2 separate regions of the Ovis aries genome follow, and region 1 is linked to region 2. The links are chromatin contacts, called in public Hi-C maps. All regions are on one chromosome and are shown on one strand. The core of a region is the stretch at or near the end of the contact, and the rest is flanking DNA. Distances in the headings are between cores, read along the strand shown. Region 1 holds the start of WDFY3 (WD repeat and FYVE domain containing 3). Region 2 overlaps WDFY3 (WD repeat and FYVE domain containing 3).

Region 1 (6,117 bases), core at 2,549-5,048, 210 kb before region 2:
CTAGTCCACAGACTACTATATTTAACCTGTATAAACCTTGTCAAGGTACTGTTTTAAAAGTCTAAACTCTCTATAAAGAAATATAAGGAACTGAAAATTAAGAGAGCTTTCAAACTAAGTAGAAATACAATTCATTAACAACGAAGTGTTCAAAATACCCTATTGCTATTATAATTATGATCATTATAAAGAGCAACAGCAAAATTGTTACTATTCAATTTCCTCATGTGGTTATGTGACTCTTCAAAATTTAAAGCTTTACCTTGTATTACTTATTATTTGTATAATCTGAGTAAAATTACAAAAACAATGCTCCAAGCTACAACCTGACCACCCCCCTAAAAAAACCACGCAAAACAAAGGATTCCAGTACCTCTTTTGAATGTATGTATAAGAACAGAAAAAGTCTCTAATTAGAACTTTCTAAAAGCATTTCTCCCCAATTAGAGTGCAGTAATGACTCTAAATGGCACTGTCTGGAGGACAGCTCATCAGTTAATTATAAGGAGTTCTCTAAATTGAGGAGTGAAGAATGATACCAAATTTCAATCAGTGCAGATAAATATGGCTTGTCATTATTCACTTGAGAGTTTAGACAGTCCATCTAAAGAGGAAGAGGTGGAACAGAAATACTGTCTTTTCTAAAAGAACAGAAGTTATGAGAATAAAACTGAACATTTGCCCAAGACCATATTCTTGTCTAGGGTATGTTTTTTATAGTCATTCAATTCCCCTGATCCTGAGAGACTCTGATTTGCTTGCCCAGTTTATTTTCCATCTGGCTCTGTCAAGCAAGGGAAAACAATATGGCATTTCTATTGTTGTATCTAATAGCCTGGGAAAATGGACATATATTTTAAAAACAGTAGTTACGTAATTTGAAAACATGCTGACTAAAGCTTCAATTCCTTAGCATTTTTATGTTCCAGCATAATTAGCCTTCTAGTCTTCTAGTAATAAACATCTTAAAATTCTATAACTTAGTTTCATTTATCTCTGGGATAATTCTACCTGTTCAAGTTTATTTAGTGTTAAATGCAAGTGTAAAGAAAATACTTGTTTACATAACAAATTGTCAAGACCCATTATTTATTCTAACAATTTTCCAAAATTCTACTATTTTTCATTTTCCTCTTCTTACTTTTGCATCAGCCAAAGTTACGCTTTGGTTATTCATGTTCGTAGAATTCTCAATCATGTAAAAAACAAATATGGGTCTTATTTGTCACAGATATCCTCTTGATTACGATTCTCCACAATCACTTTATTCATGAATAGTAAGTCGGGGACCAGCCTCTGCTTAGAAATAGCCCTTCGTGTTTGCTCTATTCCCAGAGGACTTTGCTGCACATGCCTCGATCTCCTTCCATCTGGCCTCTGCACAAAGGGTTTCCCTGACTTTAATACAATTCTTTGTTTTATAGAAGACCTTGAGTTTATCTGAGAGTGAATACATGTGCAACAATAGCCATGTTGCCGGAGAACCTGATCTGACCTTTTTTTTTTTGTTACCAAACCCTAAGATGACAGAGAAACTATTAGCCAGCAACAAAGACTAAAGAAGGTAAGGGCTGTAATGATGACGGATTTGAAACAGAGCTGCAAAATAGTAAATATGAAGGGCCTGATTTTTCCTGGGCACTATCCCCGTTAATTCAGAGCTTATGTTTATATGGCTTCAGTAAAAGTGGAGAAAACTTGCTACATTTTTATCACTTTTTTCAAGATTTTATCTGTCAGTATTTATTTTCTATCAGTGAAAAACCTTCGTGAGATTTTGTTTGTAAGACATTAACAAGGGGTGTATTTGTATACTATCCATACACATCATTGCCGTGTATTTTCTTCAACAGAAAAATGCTTATAATTGAAGTGTAAATGAATGTAACTTATCAGTGTGAATAAAATCTGATAAGTTCCCTGAAACCTTCTATATAACTGAAAATCCTTTTAAAATGCATGCAGGTCTCATGTTTAAGACAACTGTCTTTCTTAATCAATGTTCATGTTATCCATTTTATTGTCTAAAAACAGTCACTCATAAGGAAATAATCAAGAATTTTGTAGTAATTTTGTCTAGTAATAGACTGGAGAAACACAAAATCTAAATAAACACCTAAAGACCAAAAAAGAAAACACACACATACACATATCACCTTACAAAATGTAGGTGCTTTGTTTTCAATAATTTATTCTAAACTGTATTATGGGAAGATGTCTCAAAGACTTTACTTGGGTTTAAAAGTTTTACATGCTTATACACGTTGTTGATTTCAAATAGGAGAATTACTAGTACTGAAAGATGGCAACTGAAATCTGAAATCTAACAAGGTACCAGTTACTCTGTAAAGATCAAGGAAGATTAGAACTCCACCTCCCAAAGCATACCAATATTTTTTATTAAAATTTATTTTTAGATTTGTTTTGGCACCGTCTTTTCAGTTTGAAACACATTTTTATAATAACGTGACATTTGAATTTTTAAAAATCACTTTAAATTATAAAACTATATTTAAAAACATTTTCCCCTGTAATTGGCCTATTGAAGGGAATAACCTTTGAATACACCTCATCCTCTTATTGGGAAAGGGCAAGGTGCTTTTTTTTTTTTTGGATAGGCACTGTGACCCCACCCCCACCCCCACCCCCAAGTGCTCACATTTAATATCCCTTGTATTTGTCAACAGTGCTGAATCTTGAAGTAATCTGTGAGTGAATCCTTACAAATGGGTCCAATTTGCCAAATGCCAAGTGGCTAAACAGAAGCAAACAGCAAGTCCAGCTTGCTTCATCTTTAGTAGAGGAAATTCACAAGCTTCTGTAGATTGCAGTGTTAGGAAAAACAAGTTTGTCATTAGAACGATGAGGTGACCACTTCCCCCCTCTAAGCCTGTCCACTCAGAATTGCTGACTCAGTTTGTCTCCACTGCCAGTAAAGTATGCCCCACACTGTCCACTGGGTTGATTAGCAACCAAACACAGAGGGGCAAACTGATAATCGCTTAGCAGTTCTAAGGTTTACCAAAACGTGCTAATTGGGTCTAAACACTGTGTATGTTAGGACTGCAAAGGTATCCATGATGCCCTTTAGAGGAAGGGGAAAAATAACCCTAAAATCTTAAGGCGACCAGTTCAAGGTCACTGAAGGAAGGCAACTGAGATGGGGGTCTTGAATTCCTCTGTCCTCTACGGGGTCGAAGCCCAAACACCACAGCCTCCAGGAGTTTCAAAGCTGCCTAGTAAAACAGCTTAGCGTGGGCAGTCCTTTTGTACTCCAGCGGGAGTAAAATTAACGCAGCCTGCCGTCCGTCTGACAGCATCCAGCAAATGGGTGTAGGGTTAAGGAGAGCAGCGCCCAGCTGTCCTTTCTCAGCTGAGTCTTTTTGAGAAATTGGGACCGAGGCGGGAGGTGGGGAGGGAGCGCACCGCCGGCGAGGGGCAGGGGCTGCGAGAGGGGAACGGGAGTCGCTGGCTGCGGGCAGGACGTGGGGAAGGAAGGAAGCTGGGGTGTGTGCCTCTGGAGAGGGAAGGCTGAGGGGAGAGGGACCAGAGTGAAAAAGAGGGGGGAGGGCAAAGTCAGGCTGAGAGAGTCGAGCGCCCGCTGCCAGCAAAAGGGGGAGACGAAGCCAGCTGGTCAGAGTGAGGAGGGGGAAAGCGGGAAGCCGAGGGAAGGGAAGGAAGTCGGGAAAGAGGAAGGAAAGGCAGGAGGGTTCAGAGGAAGGAGCCGCTGCAATTTCTGCGGCCGGCTCAGTAGGAGGAGCAGGAGGGGAAAGAGGAGGATCCAGAGTCAGTCAGTCAGTCAGGCAGCAGCGGGAGGTGGAGAAAGGAGGAGGATTAAAGATGGCCACCAACCGCTGCGGGGAACGGCAGCAGCCCCTCACTTCCCGGGATGGTCCCTGCGGGGCGGCCCGGCCTTGATGGAGAGAAGAAGCCCGAGAAGCGCCGAGGCTGAGGCGGCGGCGGCGGCGGCGGCGGGGACCCAGCGAGGAGGAGGAGGACGACGCGGGGGAGCAGGGAGTGGGGCAGGAGAAGGCAGAGGAGGCGGTGGCGGCGGCGTCGCTGCCCCGGCCGCCTAGCGCCGCTCGCTGCACGGCCCCGGCCGACCGGCTCCCGCACCCCGCGGCCGCAGCCTCGATCGCGGCCCGCAGCCCCATCTTCCCCCCGCGCCGTGGGGCTCCCGGGCCCCTCCGTGGACGCCGCGCCCGCCGCCCCCTCCCCGTCGCCAGCGCGCCCCCCGGCCCGCCACGGTCCCCGCTCCCGGCCGGGCCAGCCCGCGCCCACCCGCCGTCCGGTGAGTGCCCCCCGGCCCCCCGCCCCGCGCGCCGCGGCCGCTTTGTTCGTGCGGGGCGGAGGCGCTGCCCACTCGCGGCCCTGCGCACGCTGCCCCTGGGGGCGGGGGGGGGGGACAGGCCGCGGCCCAGCTGCCATCCTCCCCCGGGATCGCGCTGCCCCGGGGCCGCCGCCGCCGCTGCGGGGCTGGCGGCCTGGCCTGTGTCCTCCACCGCGGCCTGGAGAGGGCGCCGTCGTGGTCCTGTCGGCGTCGGGGTCAAGGGCTGCGGGCGGTGGGGAGCGATGCTGGGGGTGTTTCGGGGGGTGGGGGAGGCGAAGCCCGGACGTTACCGCGTTTAAGCAGTGGGGGCGTAACCTGGCGGTCCAGGGATCCGGGACCGATCCGGCGCCCCTCCGCCAGACCCCGCGGGGTCTCAGCTCGCGGAGCCCACCCCCCTCCCCCCCCGCCCCGGGCACTGCCGGGCGAGGCCTCCATCCCTCGGGCGCTGTCTCCGAGGCTGCGGGCCTCTCCTGGCTTATTTTCCAGCCCTGCTCCCCCCCCCCCCCCCCGCCAAACCCCCACGCCCTGTGCTGGAAATCTTCGTTTGTGCAAGCAACTGGAGATGCTCCCGCGGAGCGTGTTTGCCTTTTTTTTTTTCCTCTTGTACCGGGGATGCAGTGGCATCGCAAACATTCACGGTTACGGTGGGCTTTAAATAGCAGTTGTGACCTTTTCGACCAAAAGCCATTTAGCAGACCTGGTCAGTGTTTGATCTTCAGGGGCAGCGTTTCATTGATTTTTTTTTTTTTTTCATTGAATTCCGAAATCCACGCTATTAGGTTTTCCTTTTTCTGAAATAATCTGATAAAACCGATTGAAAGGATGTTTACTATATGTGAACCCTTGTCTGTACTTCCAGTGCCTTAAAAATGGTTGTTTCCTGTGGGAAAATGGTGCTGCTGCATACGAAAAACTATTTTTTGTTCCGTGATGGGCATGAGTTGGTTAGTGCCAAGTGGCTTCTGTTGTCTGAAAACCAAACAATTAAAAAAAGAAAGAAAGAAAAAAAAACCTTTTGCGTTGAGATAGCAGCAGATTTCCAGGTTGAAATTACTTGATAGCAGGTTTGGAACAGTTTCCACCATCAGACGCTGTGACAAACAACATAAAACAGGACCAAAAATATGTTGATTAAAAAACAAAAAAAAGCTTGATGTGCTAGTAGTGCTTAGGTCAAGAAAAATATAAATCTGATTTGAAAATAAAACTTTAACGTGAACATGGGACTCTAAGCATAGGAATTAGTTTGATTTCTCTAAAAGATATTTAAAAATACGTATTGTATTAGATTGATTTGGGAACCCTTCCTACAGTATTTGAACATCAGTGGTGCATGTTAATGCTTGGAACCTTTCATTCTTCTGCTGGTAGGTTTCTACTACTAGTGTCTTTTTACGAGTTTATATTGATTCATGTAAAAAATGTTATGCTTCTAGTTTAAAATTTCTGTAAAAAGGAGATATGAATTACAAACATGATGTTCTGGTCTTACTTGCAGAATCTTTTTCTTTCTTTTTTAAGAGTTAATGACAGTGTACTATTTCAGTATTATTTGGGTTCTCTCCTTTGACGATTCTTAAATTCCACTACTCAGCGTTGCAATTTTAAGAGTTTACATCAGGCATTTTCAATTTCATGCATGTGCTCTAGAAAGTCCTTGAATCCTTGGAAATCATATGCAGAATGTAGCATATATTTGCATTTTTTCCTGGGTAAAGAGTCCAGAGTCAACACATTTTCAAAAAGATCTGGCTCTGCAAAAAATTATAAGCCACTGGATATATAAT
Region 2 (5,692 bases), core at 1,209-3,708:
GATATTTCTCCCAGCAATCTTGATTCTAGCTTGTGCTTCATCCAGCCCAGCCTTTCTATGATGTACTCTGTATATCAGTCTTGTAGGAATCCTAATACCTAACTATCAGTTGATAAATTATATAATTGTCTCTTATTTTAGTTTTTCTGTATTTTTCAGTGAGGAAAGCTTGAGATGGCATGTATTAACTTCGAGGTAACATTCTCATTATTGTGGTTACTAATTTGCCCTATAGTGTAATTGTATCTGATTGCATTAGGGTGTCAGAGGTTGTAGGATGATGTTTTAGGAAGAACCAGAGAGTGTCAAGATTGAATTTCCCAAATAGATCCTTAAAGTTAGGGACCAACTTTCATGCGTCCTTTTATCTCTCACAAAATTAGCTCAGTGTCTTGACATGTTCTTAAAGTAATTTTGAATCATTTAACTATAACTGCATCCCTGGCCTTTCCCAAACAAGACATGATACTATCTAATAAAAGATATATAAATTTGCTTTTAAAAATACATGCTTTTAGGGACTTCCCGGTGGTCTAGTGGCGAAAATTCTGTATTCCTAATGCAGGGGACCCAGGTTTGACTTGGTCACACATAGAACTAGATCCTGTATGCCACAACTAAGACCTGGTGCCGCCAAATAAATAAATATTTTCTTTTAAAAAAAGCATAAGACCTTTACAGAGAAAAAAATTATACTTCTTAAAATTTATGCTTCAAATCTAACACACACAGAACAAAAAATAGTGAAAAGGATATTGCACTCCCTGTTTTCCTGTAGTGTGAAAAAGTAAGTTACAGTCATATGATTTTTAATGTTATGATTGTGAAGTCTATCTCTGAAGAAGCTCAAGAAGAGAATTATACTATACACTTGCCATTTACCTTCATGGAAGAAGGGGTTTGAACCAACTGATTTTCAGTCTGATATGCTCATGCCAGACTATTTTCAGTCTTCAGATTATTTGGGATTTTATCACAAGAGTATCTGCTTATTTCACTACATCTACAGAAGAATGTGTGACATTATCTTTACTAGCAGTCTAGAAAAATGAAAGATCTGCATTCATCTAGACTGGCCACAGTGTGAGTCAGGTCAAATACAAGGGAGGCATTGTGCTGTTGTAGCAAAGCCTGGTTTGAATTCTGGCCCTGATGTTTATTATATAAACATTTTAATCTCACCGAGCCAAATTCATTCTCTGAAGAATGATATTATATGCTATCTCCCCTAGGTGATTTCTGTGAGAGTTAAACAAATAATAGGTAAATCACCCAGCAAAACTATTTTGAGAAATTAAACATGCTGCTTTTAGCTGTGTAACCTTGACTCGGCTCAGTTCTCTTCATCCCTTCTAGTTCCCCACCTTTAAAATGGTATACGAGATTCCCAGGTGATTTGTGCACATTTAGGAAGCACCTCCTAATCTGCAAGCTGTATCCCGTGGGTCAAATCTAGCCTGCCTTTATAAATAAAGTTTGGTTGGAACACACAAAAAGAATATAAAAATAGAATCTGTCTCTGAGGACCATCATGAGAATTAATTAAGATGATCTGTTTAAGATTCATGACATAGCACCTGGCACATAAGACTTACTCAGAAACCAAGTGGCCTGTCTTGTACCTGGACCTCTAGCTGCTTTTCCCTGGCTTGTCTTCCCCAGTGTCCCTGTCGTCACCACCAGGCATCTCATGGAGAAAGTGGAAATGTGAGTCGCTCAGTCGCGTCCAACTCTTTTGCAACCCCATGGATGGTAGCCCGCCAGGCTCCTCTATCCTTGGAATTCTCCAGGCAAGAATACTGGAGTGCCTTGCCATGCCCTCCTCCAGGGGATCTTCCTGATCCAGGGATCAAACTCGAGCCTTGGGCATTACAGACAGATTCTTTATTGTCCAAACAACCAGGTCTCATGGAGGGCCACATGGATTTGTTGCATGTGGTCATGGGAGGAAAGTACCTGAGAACAGTCATAAGGTACCCACAGAGACCTAGAAGAAAGAAAGGGTGAAGCGGAGGGGTTCACTGCTTCCTGCTCCTGCCATCTTCTTCAAGACCTCCCCATTCACATCAGAGTGAAAGCCATGTGACTGCAGAGCAATAAACAAGCCCCACCCCCCACCCCTATCCCCCAGCGAAGTAGAAAAGTGGGCAGGCACTGTTATAAAATACCTGGGAGAAGGGAAGCCCGTGAAGAGGAGCACTGCGATCAGGATGACAAAGCTCAAGACCCTCTTCTCTGATGGCTCGTCCCATTACAGAGACAGGCCTGCAGAGACAAGGCCTTGAGGAGTGCACTCAAGGCCTTCCTCCCCAGGCCACAGTGCTCTCGGCTGTGGGCTGCAGACGCATGTCGGCTGTCTGGCCTGTGTCCCGGAAGATTCTGCCTGGCATCCCCAGGCCTCAGAAAGGGCGCTTTGATTCTTTGAAGACAGATGTTATTGGCTGGCTTTTCATTTCCTCTGGGAAGATAGATCTGACAGCCAGAGGCCAGAGCATACCACAGTGCTTATCCTCCCTTCGTTCTGGGCTGAACTCATCCTGGTTGTCTGGTGAGCCAACCAGGCTTATCTGGAAAACCACGACAGAGAGATCATAGCAGAGTTGCTCTTGTTGTACATCTGTTAACTTCAATTTGGAAATTTTCAGTAGGGCTGGAAGAGTAGGGCAAGTAAAGCAGTGAACTTTGGCATCAAAGAAACTGAGCTTTGAAACCTAGTTTTGACTTGACCAACTGACTTAACCACTCTAAGCCTTAGTTACCTCATCTCAAAAGTGGAGATGATAGTATCTACTTCAAAAGGGTATTTTGCAGAATGAGATAAGGTACATAAAACTCAGCAGTGTCTGGCACATAATTGTGTTCAGTGAATTGTTTAAAAAAAAATGGAGAGAACTATGCATGCACTCACAAAGTCTTAAGTCCTTTCAAAGTTAGCCCGCTGTGAGCCTCAGCAAGAACATTCGAGCTTGGAGGTTAGAGCTAAGAACAGAGTTAATTCTGGGTCATGATCACTCATGACACAGCTTCAGTGAGCAGACAATTAAATACCTTTTGGTGATTGTTCTCAGTTGCTCACCTGTGTTCAACTCTTTGTGGCCCATGGACTGTAGCCCGCTAAGCTCCTCTGTCCTTACAGGCAAGAATCCTGGAGTGGGTTAGCGTTTCTTCCTCCAGGGTTGGATCCTCCCTTCAGACCTGGGGATGGAACCCGTACCTCTTATGTCTCCTGCATTGGCAGGCGGATTCTTTTCCACTAGCGCCACCTGGGAAGTCCTAGTGGTAACTGCTGCTGCTGTTAAGTCGCTGCAGTCGTGTCCGACTCTGTGCGACCCCATAGACAGCAGCCCACCAAGCTCCCCCGTCCCTGGGATTCTTCAGGCAAGAACACTGGAATGGGTTGCCATTTCCTTCTCCAGTGCGTGAAAGTGAAAAGTGAAAGTGAAGTTGCTCAGTCATGTCTGACTCTTAGCGACCCCATGGACCGCAGACTACCAGGCTTCTCCGTCCCTGAGATTCTCCTGAGCCAGCCTTAAATCCTTATAGAATACTGTTTAATGAAGTAAAAATAAATGTTGTTGACAGATCTAGCTACTTCTCTTTGTACTATGTTCCCTGTTTTACAGACTCCAAAACTTTCTCTTGTTAATTAAGGCTATATAAACCCTACTCACTCTTACTTTCTCATTAGCCACATTGAGTTGATTATAATCCTGAATAAGTATTGCTGACTTCAGGGGTATTAAAATCCTGCTGTGAATGGCCTCTAATCTAATTAAAAGATAGTCCTCATAGACTCATCAATCTTCGGCTTATCACTTCAGTGTCTTTACTTTCCCTTCCCTTGGCAAGGGTCGGGTCTTCGAGGCCTCTCAGCCTGAAGAATGGGCTGGCCTTGGCCCCAGCTCTCCTGCTGTCTGTTCAGCTGCACAGGAAAATGGATTAAGATTAAAAACAACATGACATGACCTTCGCTTTTTCCCAGATTGCTCTCTTGCCAAACCAAACTCCTAAGCACTAATATTCTTTTAACTGTTACTTGGCCCATATTTTATTATTTTAAAACTGGATAAATGTGTTTTACCACAAAAACAGAGAAACATTTGTTAAAACTTTGGTTGGTTTTTGAATCCTTAGAATATATCTTTGATCTGAATATAGAATTCCTATTTTAACTACTTTTTTAAAAAACCTTTATTAGGATCGCTTTGAAAATCAGAATAGAAAGAAACGGGTTTTTTTCCCCAATAGAGCATATTTTAATTTTAATACATAAAGTATTATGTATTATTTTAATACATAAAGCAAAACAGTGTTCTGTAGCCCACTTTCATGTCATGGTTATAAACATAGTCCCGGACCAGTCTGTTCGAGAAGCAATAGATTGTTTAATTTCATTGGCAAAGCATCACGCCTCTGCTTATAACTATAAATCCAGATCTCTTTTTAAGAAACAACTTCATGTCGGTTTAGTGAATGGTTCAATATCTACCTCTTGTCCAAAGCCAGCTAACAGGACTGACATTTGAGAGAATAACAAAAGGATCTCTCCTACCTTTCATCCTCACCTCTCAGGTTAGAGACCTCAGAGTTATGCACCTGGATTGTATCACCCTAATTACTTAGAGAAATACCATCGGAGAACTCTAGTTTAACTTTATGCCGTAAGCTTTTATTCACAATAATTTTAAAAACCATCTTTGTACTATATAAAACCATTATCAAAGGTATTACCTATTGAGTTGTTCATTGTCCGCTTTATAAAAAATAACCACAGAGAACATTCTTTTCAGAACCATCTAGGAAAACATCCTTGCTGGCTCACTAGTGTGGTTTTTTTAAAAAATATTTTATAGATAATAAAAAGCTTGGTAAACCTTTTTTTCTCCTCCTTCTTGACCCTAGGAAGCTCCAAACAAAATTGTGTGCTTAATTAATTTTTGATACACATACTCCTGTCCCCATTGACTTTACCTTCTTAGTTACTAGATTCCTGAGCTTTTTTGTTTGTTTACATGGCCTTATGATTTGTTTTACCTGTATATCATTAAAAACTGCCTGATTTCTTTTGAAAGTGAGATTATAATAATAAATACAAAAATTTTATTAAATACTCAAAATGTTGAGAATACTGTTTTTGGAGGAATGGATTCAGAAGACAATATGCCTGTTCAATTTTTTTTTTTTTTTTTAATCTATGATCAGAAAAATAGAGTATACACATACATACCATCCCTCATGACATATTTTATTACTTACCAGTAGGGGCTTTTTTTTAATATGACTATGGTAATGTTACTGTGGTTGAGCCTTACCTTCATTGAATTGGTTCTGTTTCTAATTCTAAAATTTATTACTTAGGCTTCCCCTGAGAGATCGACAAGAACTCAGCAAAAAGAATTTCAGACTTACATTTTGGATAGTGTGATGGATCATTTGCTTGCAGCTGATGTTTTACTGGGTAATATTATGTTATCTTCACTTTGTTAAAAAATACTGGTAATCATTCCCTTCTTTATTTAAACTCCAAGTATACCACTGTTTTAACTTCATCTTTTTCCTTCTTTCCTGTGCATTTTCGCATCGTATTGGTATTTTCCTTTGAACCTGGCCTTAATGATCAGCAACGGGGACTACTTAAGCTGCTTGTGCACTTTCGTACATTCAGAGGTGGCAGGAAGGGGACAAGGAAAGG

The links. A called contact is a pair of places that touch in the nucleus more often than the background predicts.
Region 1: a contact with region 2 is called in a Hi-C map of hypothalamus, with 4 times the contacts expected there. The contact joins the promoter of WDFY3 here to the enhancer-like site in region 2. A contact is called at or near these places in 5 of 16 Hi-C or Micro-C datasets (hypothalamus, muscle, retroperitoneal adipose tissue and 2 more).

Annotation. Positions count from the first base shown.
Region 1 is chr6:100,467,633-100,473,749 of ARS-UI_Ramb_v3.0, reverse strand. WDFY3 (WD repeat and FYVE domain containing 3) reads left to right here and starts at 3,798. Exons shown (of 67, transcript XM_060417387.1): 1 at 3,798-4,291.
Region 2 is chr6:100,260,302-100,265,993 of ARS-UI_Ramb_v3.0, reverse strand. It overlaps WDFY3 (WD repeat and FYVE domain containing 3), which reads left to right. Exons shown (of 67, transcript XM_060417387.1): 37 at 5,359-5,458. Among named protein-coding and RNA genes, the nearest start is that of CDS1, 170 kb to the right of the region's middle. Within about 2 kb of position 2,458, at least 14 of the 54 cell types and tissues checked have an H3K27ac peak or open chromatin away from gene starts, as enhancers often do. A contact at or near this core is called in hypothalamus, where this site is marked.